Regions from separate parts of the Rattus norvegicus genome. Here region 1 is linked to region 2. The links are chromatin contacts, called in public HiChIP or PLAC-seq maps. All regions are on one chromosome and are shown on one strand. The core of a region is the stretch at or near the end of the contact, and the rest is flanking DNA. Distances in the headings are between cores, read along the strand shown. Region 1 overlaps Gabrb1 (gamma-aminobutyric acid type A receptor subunit beta1). Region 2 overlaps Gabrb1 (gamma-aminobutyric acid type A receptor subunit beta1).

The links. HiChIP or PLAC-seq counts read pairs in DNA pulled down with a chosen protein or histone mark.
Region 1: an H3K27ac HiChIP or PLAC-seq map of oligodendrocytes shows a contact between it and region 2, with 5 times the contacts expected there. The contact joins two enhancer-like sites. A contact is called at or near these places in 1 of 12 Hi-C or Micro-C datasets (frontal cortex) and 1 of 1 datasets of contacts at active chromatin or transcription factors (oligodendrocytes).

Annotation. Positions count from the first base shown.
Region 1 is chr14:36,869,984-36,874,775 of GRCr8, forward strand. The region is part of intron 3 of Gabrb1 (gamma-aminobutyric acid type A receptor subunit beta1); the gene reads right to left. Among named protein-coding and RNA genes, the nearest start is that of Gabrb1, 31 kb to the right of the region's middle. Within about 2 kb of position 3,353, at least 32 of the 93 cell types and tissues checked have an H3K27ac peak or open chromatin away from gene starts, as enhancers often do.
Region 2 is chr14:36,600,151-36,605,527 of GRCr8, forward strand. All of the region lies in intron 4 of Gabrb1 (gamma-aminobutyric acid type A receptor subunit beta1), which reads right to left. Among named protein-coding and RNA genes, the nearest start is that of Commd8, 200 kb to the left of the region's middle. Within about 2 kb of position 2,676, at least 29 of the 93 cell types and tissues checked have an H3K27ac peak or open chromatin away from gene starts, as enhancers often do.

The DNA.
Region 1 (4,792 bases), core at 2,103-4,602, 270 kb after region 2:
ACCAGAGCTCCCAGGGACTAAACCACCATCCAAAGAGTATACATAGACAGACCCATGGCTCAAGCTACCTATATAGCAGAGGATGGCCTTGTTGGGCATCAATGGGAGGAAAGGCCCTTGGTCCTGTGAAGGCCTAATGCCCCAGTGTTAGGGGAATGTCAGGACGGGGAGGTGGGAGGGATTGTGTAGGCGGGTAGGCGAGCATCCTCTTAGAAGCAGGGGGATGCGGCATGGGATGGTGGTTTCTAGAAGGGAAACCAGGAAAGGGGCTAACATTTGCAATGTAAATAAAGATAATATCCAATAAAAGAAAAGGATAAAAAAGGAGTAGAAGGCAGGAAATAATCAAAATTGGGGCTGAAATCAATCTGTTAGAAATAAAGAATAGAATACAAAGAATCACCAAAACAAACCATCAGAAAGAGGATTGGGTTACCTTTTCAATTGTGCAGATGGAGACATAGTAATGAAGTACAGGCATCAGTTCACACGCTTTTGACAATATCCACGACCCAGAAAAGAGCGGTGAGTAAGATGGTTGCTCAGACTCAGAACATAGGAAAATGGGGTTCAGATTTCACTGGCGGAAGTAGAAAGAGATACAAGGAAAGAAAAAAAATTGAAGGTGACTTCATTAACTAGATGGTCTGAGCATCTCTAAGACGGACAATGTTCCTTGATGATACAAGAAAATCAGTGAAGGGAAACTGGCCACTTGGTATAGCAACCTGAAGAACTGTGCCTGCCTAACATGAGTTGCTTTCATTTTAAGAGTGGAAACTGAAGCTAATTTGAATGAGATCAGGTAAGAACGTGTTCAGAGAATTTGGATATAGCCATATAGTCAAGGCATTAGAGGAATTTTTTTTGTTACAAATAGATAGAAAGAAAGAAAGGAAGGAAAGAAGGAAGGAAGGGAGAAAGAAAACAATTACAGTCAAGATAAAATGTAGTGCAATAAATAGCAAAAGTCTCTCTCTCTCTCTCTCTATCTCTCTCTCTCTCTCTGTGTGTGTGTGTGTGTGTGTGTGTGTGTTGTTTTTTCTTTTAATGGGAAAGTAGAAGGCCACAATGAAGTAAGAACGGAAAAGTCTTTAATGAGCAGAGTTAGAGATAAGGATGTTCCAATCTGAGATTCATGGTGAAAATATACAACTATCTCGAAGCAGCTCTAATGGATATGGCGGAGTTGTGGTCCCTCAGGGAAGATGAAACTGCATCCTGGGAAAGAGACAAGGGCCCAGCCGAGGAAAATGCAAAATACTCACTGAGGAGTATCCCCCATTTACTAAGGTGATGCAAAATATGAGAATTTGTAACAAACACACATATTAATGAAAAATGACAGACTGTGTTGGGGGCTTCATTCAAGGATGAACAGTATGTATGTATGGAAGTAATCATTAGAAAACAATTTATCTTCACAGAGGAGAAAAGGTAATATGGAGAGATTTGATGGGACAATATATATTATAGATATTATGCAAGGAGAAAAGAATTTGAAGACAATTACAGACTGATGCTAGCAAGACAGGTAAGAGCAGAGGAAGCAGCCATGTTGAACCATCAAGAGGAAACAGAGGAAGTGTGTGTGTACACTTCTCCTTCACGTCAGGTTTCCCGTACCAATGTGGTCTAAATCAATTCCATGTGCGGAGATCCTCTGAGAACCACAGAAATGAAGACTGAAGGATATAAGGCAAAGATTAGAGAAACAATTGGAGTGTGTGCCCAGAGTCACAAAAAGGAAAACTTGGAGAAGTCATCCCTTTTTGAAGAGAGCTAGACTTGGCTTCTTTCCCAGTTCTTAACTGGTTCACATTTCTAGCTTTGAGGCTTCTATACTCTGCACACTTAAGCAATTCATTTGTCTCCATATGTCTCAGAGTGCACGCATTACTTAATTTAATTCAAAGGAGAAGGTATTTTGATGAGGTTCATGTCTCAGTCACCTAACATAAACCCACACACTGCACTGACACACAACTAAACACATAGGTGTGATAACTACAGTGTAAAGTTCTGCTATGTCGAGGTCAGCTTTAGGTAAGGTGAATATCACTTTCCCTATTTTTCTGCTATTCTAAGTATATCAAGGTTCCATTGGATGACGATTTAGGATAGGGCCCATCCTTTCCTCCTTCATTATTTAGCCCATGGGCATGAAGGGAAATGATCAGCCATTCATTTTCCTGAGGATATTTAAAGGGCTTAGCTAATTCGAAGACCATCAGGCTTTACACTGCAGCCAGCAATTTGGAGTTCACATGTCAGGGGGAATTTAAAACAGGATAATTTTAAGACATTTCCATTCACTGCTCATTGGGACTATAATGTAAAGGATCCAATGGGTTTTTGCTTGTCTTAAGGTTCTTTTCACAATGGGTTCTTTATCTCCCCTCATGTTTTTTTATGATGCCATTTTGTGAATGGAGCCATCACTGTGAGCGATGAGCTGCCGAGCTGTCCAGGGGGAACTGAAAAATTGCACAGCTTCAACAAGGAGGCAGTTTTCCAACTTAGGCTAAAGGGGGGAAAGATCACATGTCTGGACCAAATCAACAATGCACATTTAGATTCTAGAGAAGAAACTTTTTTATGTGAGAAGTGAAACATTATTTTTATTAAATAGGGTTGTTATTGGTTTGAGGCAGCATGGTGCCATTGATGTGTGGTATGCCATTTGTCTTTCCAACATCTACTGCCATTTAAAATGTCACCAGCTTTTTCCCAGTGGTGAGGTAAAACCATGGGAACGGCATTCAAGCCACTACACAAAGTACAAGCCAATTTTAACAAATTCATAATTAAAACCCAGCCAAATCTCTCCTTGGTCTGCCAAAGTCCTTCCTCTGTAGTTTCCAATTAAATACCCCTTCTGTAAGGAAGCAGGCTTTCAGAGATGCCAAAACTGAATCACTAATGTCTTTATAACAATGAGATCTTCCTGTCCTCGTACCATTTTAAAACACTTTAATCTCATTGGCTTTCAAGAACATTTGTGGATGTAATCTACCCCTCCACTCCTTCAGTATGTATTTATTGAGGCCCCACTACCTATCGAAAGTGTTTGAGCCTCACAATGCATCAGCATACAAAATCATGCCCCCTCTTGGTATTGGTATTGACATTCTACAAAGAAAGAAACACTACAGAAGTAAGTAGGTGAGTAATGAAATACTAAGTTGATAAATGCTGGGAAGGAAAATGGAGAAAGGAAATGAGGATGATAGGGTACCTATGTCAGTTTTTATTAAAAAAGTAAGACAGGCTACACTCAGAAGAGACAACAAATCCCACCCAGGCTCTGGAATGGCGGCTCTGGAGTGACCCCACGCTTCCTTTCAGATCGTTGCCTTTGATTTATTTGTTGACAGTCGTGCACAGTGGGGCATCTCAATACTAACTCACTTCTGGCCCTTGCCATTTCTACGCACATCTCCCTCGTCCTTCTCTCCATCCTGCCAGGTTGTACCGGAGTGATCACTGACCTACTTAGGACAATTGGAGGATCATTTGGTTTGAGATTTGTGGCATAGCTTTATGTGATTTGCAGTTCTTTCTTGTTTAAGCCACAGCTGGCTTCCCAGCCCAGAAATCCAAGTGCACTGCTCTTATCCAACACGCTGGATCCTAGCAGCAGAGTTTTCCTATGATAGTGTATCATAATGTCTCTTAGTTTGATTCAGTTCACAAATGTGCTATATTTTGCTTCCCTATCACAATCACTTTTTAAATCTATTTTTTGTACTCTCTTATCTTAAATGGGCTCCCCAAATTGTGCAAGTTTAAAGCTTAGAGCTAGCTCTCTGTGAAAATCAGACCAGGGAACAAACTTGTTTTATCCAGGGTATGCATGTGTGTTGCTCATCAGAGTGGGTACAAGAATAAAAACAGGAGAAGAGCTTGCCATGGAGAGATACTTAGAGTCTTAAAAGCTTTTATCAAGTCTTCAGCTTTTACCCTAAGTAAGAGAGCAAGTCATTGCCTGGCCTGGAGTAAAGGACGGATGCCCAAGTGGTATTTTGTAATCATCTTTCTAGTTTCTGAATTGAAGGTAGCAAAATTCAATGTAGAGAACCAGTCTGGTGACTATTTCAAACACCAAGGAAAGAACTAATGCAACTTGGATTTGAGTTGAGAATTAAAAGCATGGTACTATGTTGGATATATTTTAAACAATATGTTTAACAAGACTTGTTAATAGTTGGATGCAAAATGTGAGAGAATTTGTAAGTGGCTCCAATGTTTTGACTTAGAAAAATAGAGCAAATGGTAGCACCACCCTTAATTGGAAAACATTGAGGGGAAGGAGAGGGTTGGGTTAGACTCAGAATCTTGTATGCATAAAATCTCAAGCCAACCGAGGTGGTACACACCTTTAATCCCAGTACATAGGAAGCCGAGACAGGCAGACCTCTGAGCTTTGAGGCCAGGTTTGTCTATATAGTAAGTCCCCCAAAATGTTTTCCACCTATCTGATCGTAGATATTAGTTGCATGGATTTTGATTATTCATTCCTATCAAAGGAGTGAAGCAAGTTGAAGTCTCCAATATGGCAGACATTGAAAGCAATGTTGAAGACACGTGTTCAAGTATGAATCACTCTTCATCATCACCGAGTTTCCTGATGTTTCGAGCAGTCCCTCTGTCACAGAAGATTCTATGGGATTTGAAATGTGAATAAAAATGCTGTCTGAGTGTTGTAGAGAAGAGTTGTGCTGTTGCTGTGTTTGAGGGAGAACAGTCAAAGAGTGTATTTCCTTTATTATTAAAGTAAGTTGTATAGCGC
Region 2 (5,377 bases), core at 1,426-3,925:
CGCTGGGAGCTCACTCTGAGCTAGGGTAGCTCATCAATGTGCCCTTGGAATACCCATGTCCTCACACTGCTACATGTATATAAAGTTTGAGTTAGAGGCATGGGAATCTATGCCTGGCTTTTAATGTGGGGTTTTGGGGGTTTGAACTCAGGTTCTGATGTTTGCAGAGCAAGAGCTCTTTCCCAAGAAGCCACTACCCAGTCTGTAACCTTTCTCTGGATAAGCTGAGTGTCTCAAGCATATGTTATAGTGAGTTAGAGCTGGGCGCAAAGGAACCGAGATCTTCTCTATTCCAGAACTTAAGGTCTTAGACACTGCTAGAAATTACCTATCTCAATTTAACCTTTGACCTTCTGTCTGCCCCTGAAATGAAGTGGTTATTTAAGCCCTACATTTACAGATGGACTGAGGTGGGGTAAGCTACAAGGACACAGACCATTTTGAAATATTTCCTTCTTGGTGACTGGCTCATAATAGTGGATTCAAATATACAGAGACATTTCTCTTATCTTGTAGTGTCCATATTAGCAGTTCTAGGACTCTCACGTCTATATTTGATCAGAAACTAGTTAAAAGCATACCATCTAAGGGATTAACGTTCTTCCATAGCTAATAGAAGTTTCCTTTAGCTGAAAAAAATGGCCATTTGGATGTCAGCTGAGTCCAAAGAAAAAGGTCCTCAAATTCCCTGCCATGGGTATAGTTGTCAGCAACGTGGTGCTTGAGACACCACAGCCTTGAAAATGGTATGAGTGGGTGGGGCCGGGGATTTCCCTAATTTCTCCAAGGAGTGAGATACCCTGTGCAGAGCGGCTGTTCATTGCCCTTGAAGTGTCCTGCAGAGGCGATGTCTGCCTGTGCACTTGAGGTGCCTCTTGGTCCTCAATTTTAAAACAGTTGCGTGGGCAATAACCATCTCCGTATGTTGAAGTTAACTGGGGGTGATGTAATATTTACAGTGGTTGGGATAGGGCACACAGAGAGGAAATTCCATTTAGGCCACAGGAGGCAGTTGGTTGGGACACCTGACATATTTAACAGTGCATAGGCAGCTGCAGAAAATAACCCCCATCTACACGCAGATGACTTTATACTCCTTAACAGAATCCAGCAAATTGTCTCTAATAATTACATGATCCCAGAGGGAGGGTGATGATAATGGGTTCAATGTCTGTAGATGGCTATTTTACTAAGGTAATTTAATTACTAATTGTAATACTAACATTAATTGATTTCTTAACAATGTGCCAGCAACTTTGTTAAATATTTTTATATACACCACTGCCTACAGTCCACAAAAAGCCCTATAAGATAGTATTGTTCTTTTTACTCTCTACGTAAATTTATTTATTAATGAGATCGGTTAGGTCTGCTTTGCAGAAGGAATTAAATCTTGGCTGGAGATTGAATATTGTAGGATGTATAACACCTTTGAAATCTTTCAGAGTTTAACTAGAACTTCTTACACTTGTCAATGGTGGGAATATGGTGTCACGTAAATAAGCACAAAGATGACTGAAACTTGTTTAGTGCTATTCAAAAATTGAAATTCTGTCCCACCCCAAGCCAAAACTCACTAAACAATTTTCAGCAATCCAAACACCAATTTTTAAGATGAAACATTCAAAGCCAAGGAATACTAGTTTGGTACTTACGTATTACTCTTAATCTTTACATCACTGACTGAAAAATAAAACCTGGGGATTCCTTGGTATTGTTAAGTGAATTTACCAGAGGCCAGAAAACGGACAAAGAACAGATTTTAGATCTGAGGCAAGAATTTACATTTCCAGCTCTTAGTTGCTCAATAAAAACCTAATGAAAAAGAGGCAAGGAGAGATGGGCTCCGTTCCATCCAGGTTTGGGGAAACAGCATGGCAAGTTAAAACATTTGTTGAAAAGTTTGATGACCTTAGTTGAGTCCCAGTATCCATGGAGTAGAAGAGAGAACCAACTTCCACAAGTTTTCCAATGACCTGCACATGGATAGGTTGCCATGGTTGCCCATATATACGCCACTCACAAATAAATCCATGTAATTAAAAAAACAAAGAAGAAAACTATTTATGTATATATACAGATATTTGAATGTATATAAATGTATGCATCTGTGTGTATACAGAACTTCAACATATGTTGTGTTTGTGTCCATATATATATGTAGTTATATAGTTTTATTTAGAGAAAAAAATTGGCTAGCCTTCATTGATTTTGTGTGTGCTTGTGTAACTTCAAAGAGTCTAAGTCTTTGTGGGAGGAGACATCCTTTTAACAATAATATGCTGGTAATCAGCAAGTTCACAATCAGTAAGAAGCCTGATTCTTACTCTGTTTTCTTATATAATAGTTTTATCCAATTGTTTATTTTCTGAGCACTGCCTCCTTCTCTAGGCTGTATGTCTCCAGCAGAGAGAGCAAGGACTCTAGTTGTCTTACTTCTTTATTCTACAGTGCACTGAAGCCCTGAGCAGCAGAGGTCCATGCAACCATCGAGTCAGGAAGACCAGGACTGGAGTTGAATTTTGACTGCCACTTTGTCTTCCCCCTGACAGGATAAATTTTCTCCCAAGTATATCACATTGTGGTTTTAGGGCCTGGCTGACTTCCCGGTATGGGAGTGACTCCTACTCACCTTATATTCTGCACAGGAAAAAATCCTAGCTAGAGAACTACTGCCTGACTGTAAGCTTAAGAAGGGAGCTCAGTATCCATGGCTCTTGCGTCATCCGGCCAGCTTCTTATTTAGCATGTTCATTGAAACATGAATAAATATAGCAGCTTAGGATGCCCCAGATGACTAGAAGCTGCCTGGGAGGATTTCACTCTGCAAAGCTTCTGCATAACATGATGGATAGAAATGTTCAAGAATACTGCACATAAATAATAGATGTGTTTATAAAAAGGGAAGTTCTTAAGGCTTGTAAAGCCAGCACATCATGAGTTCTCTTGATCTTTTTTCCTCCCTAGGATTCTGTAGGTAGGTCATCTAAATTATACACATTCCATTTATGGATAATTACTGAGTGAGTTAGAGTGCATTGCACTAATGATTCATATAATCTTGTTATGTGTAGCCACTGTTGTGGCTATAGCCCTCCTTTTGGTCTCTGTTTATTGCCTATAAGCAGTATCATAAAATTACATTAAGATTCAGTCAGAAGGTAAGAATAAAATTTGCACAGTGAAATATTTGATAGAGGATATTCATACTAGCAAACCTTGCAAACAAGCTCATTATTCTAGAACATATAAATAGTTAAAAGTTGGACTATTTGGATGAAGGGATATTAAAGAATATAGTAAGACAGTGTTCACTGTATCCGTTGTGTTCCCAAATACTTAAAATAGAACGCATAGTTGAATATGCAAGCACTGGGTGTTTGTAGAGGATCAACTTTGTGATCTCTCTTTCTCTGTAGCATGCAGCTGTTGAAAGTGAAATATAACAGATAATAATAACACTGAGAAAGAAACCTGAATTGCCAACTTCTTCCAGTCTTGGAAATTTTACAGATCAGGAAAAATAAGTTTCAAAAGTAAAAAAAATTACAACACAAAAATGGGAATAACAAATTAATCGTTTAACATGGCAAACTTTAAGGGAAAGTCCTGGATCCTCCATGTTTCATAAAAATGTTTACACTTAGAGCTCCAGAATTATAGTTACCCTGGCTCAACTCTTCACTTCGCCACCACAAGGCTCCTCCTGCTGATTTCGAATCCACAAAATGCAGGAATGTGCCTGTGCCCTGCAGGTGCCCAGCGGATGAGCTGCATACAAAGAGAGCCTGAGGGATCCTGAGCTCTTAGACCTGCCTTCCCCAGGGAAAGAAACTGCACATCTAGTTCACAGTGACCGAACAAAGAGGGAGTCCTTGTAATGAGCTCTCACTTCGGCTACAGAATTGATGAATGTTTCAAAAATGAAAACGTACTCCTCTGAAGCTTCTGCTATTGCATTTTGAAAAAAAAAGGAGTCTTCGCTATTTAGAATTCATACAAAGAAAAATATTTGGGGGGAACTCAAGGTCCATCCCCCTCACTGGTACACTAGATCACAGAACAGTCTCAAGTTTGCTTGGTAAACTTCATTCTTCTCAATTTCTCTACCATTCCTCTCCCTTACTGCACCTGTCCCCTCTTGCAACTCCATGAGAGCATGTGTTAGAAAGAAGAGATGAAACTGTGCATCCTCGAATGGCGTTCTCAAGGATGTCTTTCCCATAGAGGCTGATGTGGTCCCCTGGATTCCAGGGATTCTGCCATCTCTGACGCTTGAAGCTAAGTGTGCCTGGTCAGAGGTCGACTAAGTCAGGGAAAGAGATGCTCTATGTTGGATGGTGGTCAACAGACCAATCAGAACCTCTTTTTGGAGAAACCAGAATGCTAGATGAGGTAGGTTAATGCATCAACTCATTAAAGTGTGGGGTTGGGGATTTAGCTCAGTGGTAGAGCGCTTGCCTAGCAGGCGCAAGGCCCTGGGTTCGGTCCTCAGCTCCGAAAACATAAAAGAAAAAGAAAAAAAAAAGGTGTGATTTGGCTCTTTGTAGACCCACATTTGGAAACAGGGCCATCTCCTATATTTGATGCCGTTCATCCGCACTCCATGCTTATCCGTGTAGGTCCAACTTAAGAAATGTGTTAGTTAAAAAATAAAATAGACATATAGTATGTACATCACACAGGAATATAGAAATACATGTATATAAAGTAAATGTATTTATTTCTTAATTTTCTCTGGATTATTTATCAGAAAGGGTGTCCAGGCAGGAAAAATTATGAGATAATTGCATTTTCTATTTTCAACTTAATCGCCTTTAAAGAGGAAGTAAAAAAAAAACCCAAACAGCTTGTATATATATGTATATACAATGCCCTGCATATGAGTGAGTTCTTGTCCCTGTGTCAGGGGATGGGGGGGCAGGGAAGCTAATGAGTGTACAAACTGAAAGGACTCTAACCTTCTGAAATCAAACATAGTTTATTGTGGGCTGAATCATCTTAAACTTTGGTCTGTGCTATAGGATAAACAGACCACTCAATGTTCTTACAGAACAGAAGGAGACCAAGATTACGGTCAGAGAGTTACCTTGGACTACCCAGGTGAAGCCAGTTAGTGCCTTTAACAATCTCTTGCCTGTACTGAAAGGTTATTTTTGAAGACAAGGGGACTGAATGTTCCATGTTCCCACCGTTGTCATGGAAACCTTTCAGCTAGCTGAATAGGTTAGCAGGATTTTATGTTCCCCATTTTGACAAATACAAGAAGACATGATCCCAGCTTTGCATTACTAATCAGACGCTTCTGTTTTCCAGGCTTCTAGCTCTGAATTAGTCACATTTTCTTAACGTTTTGTGTTTTTTTTTTTTAACCACC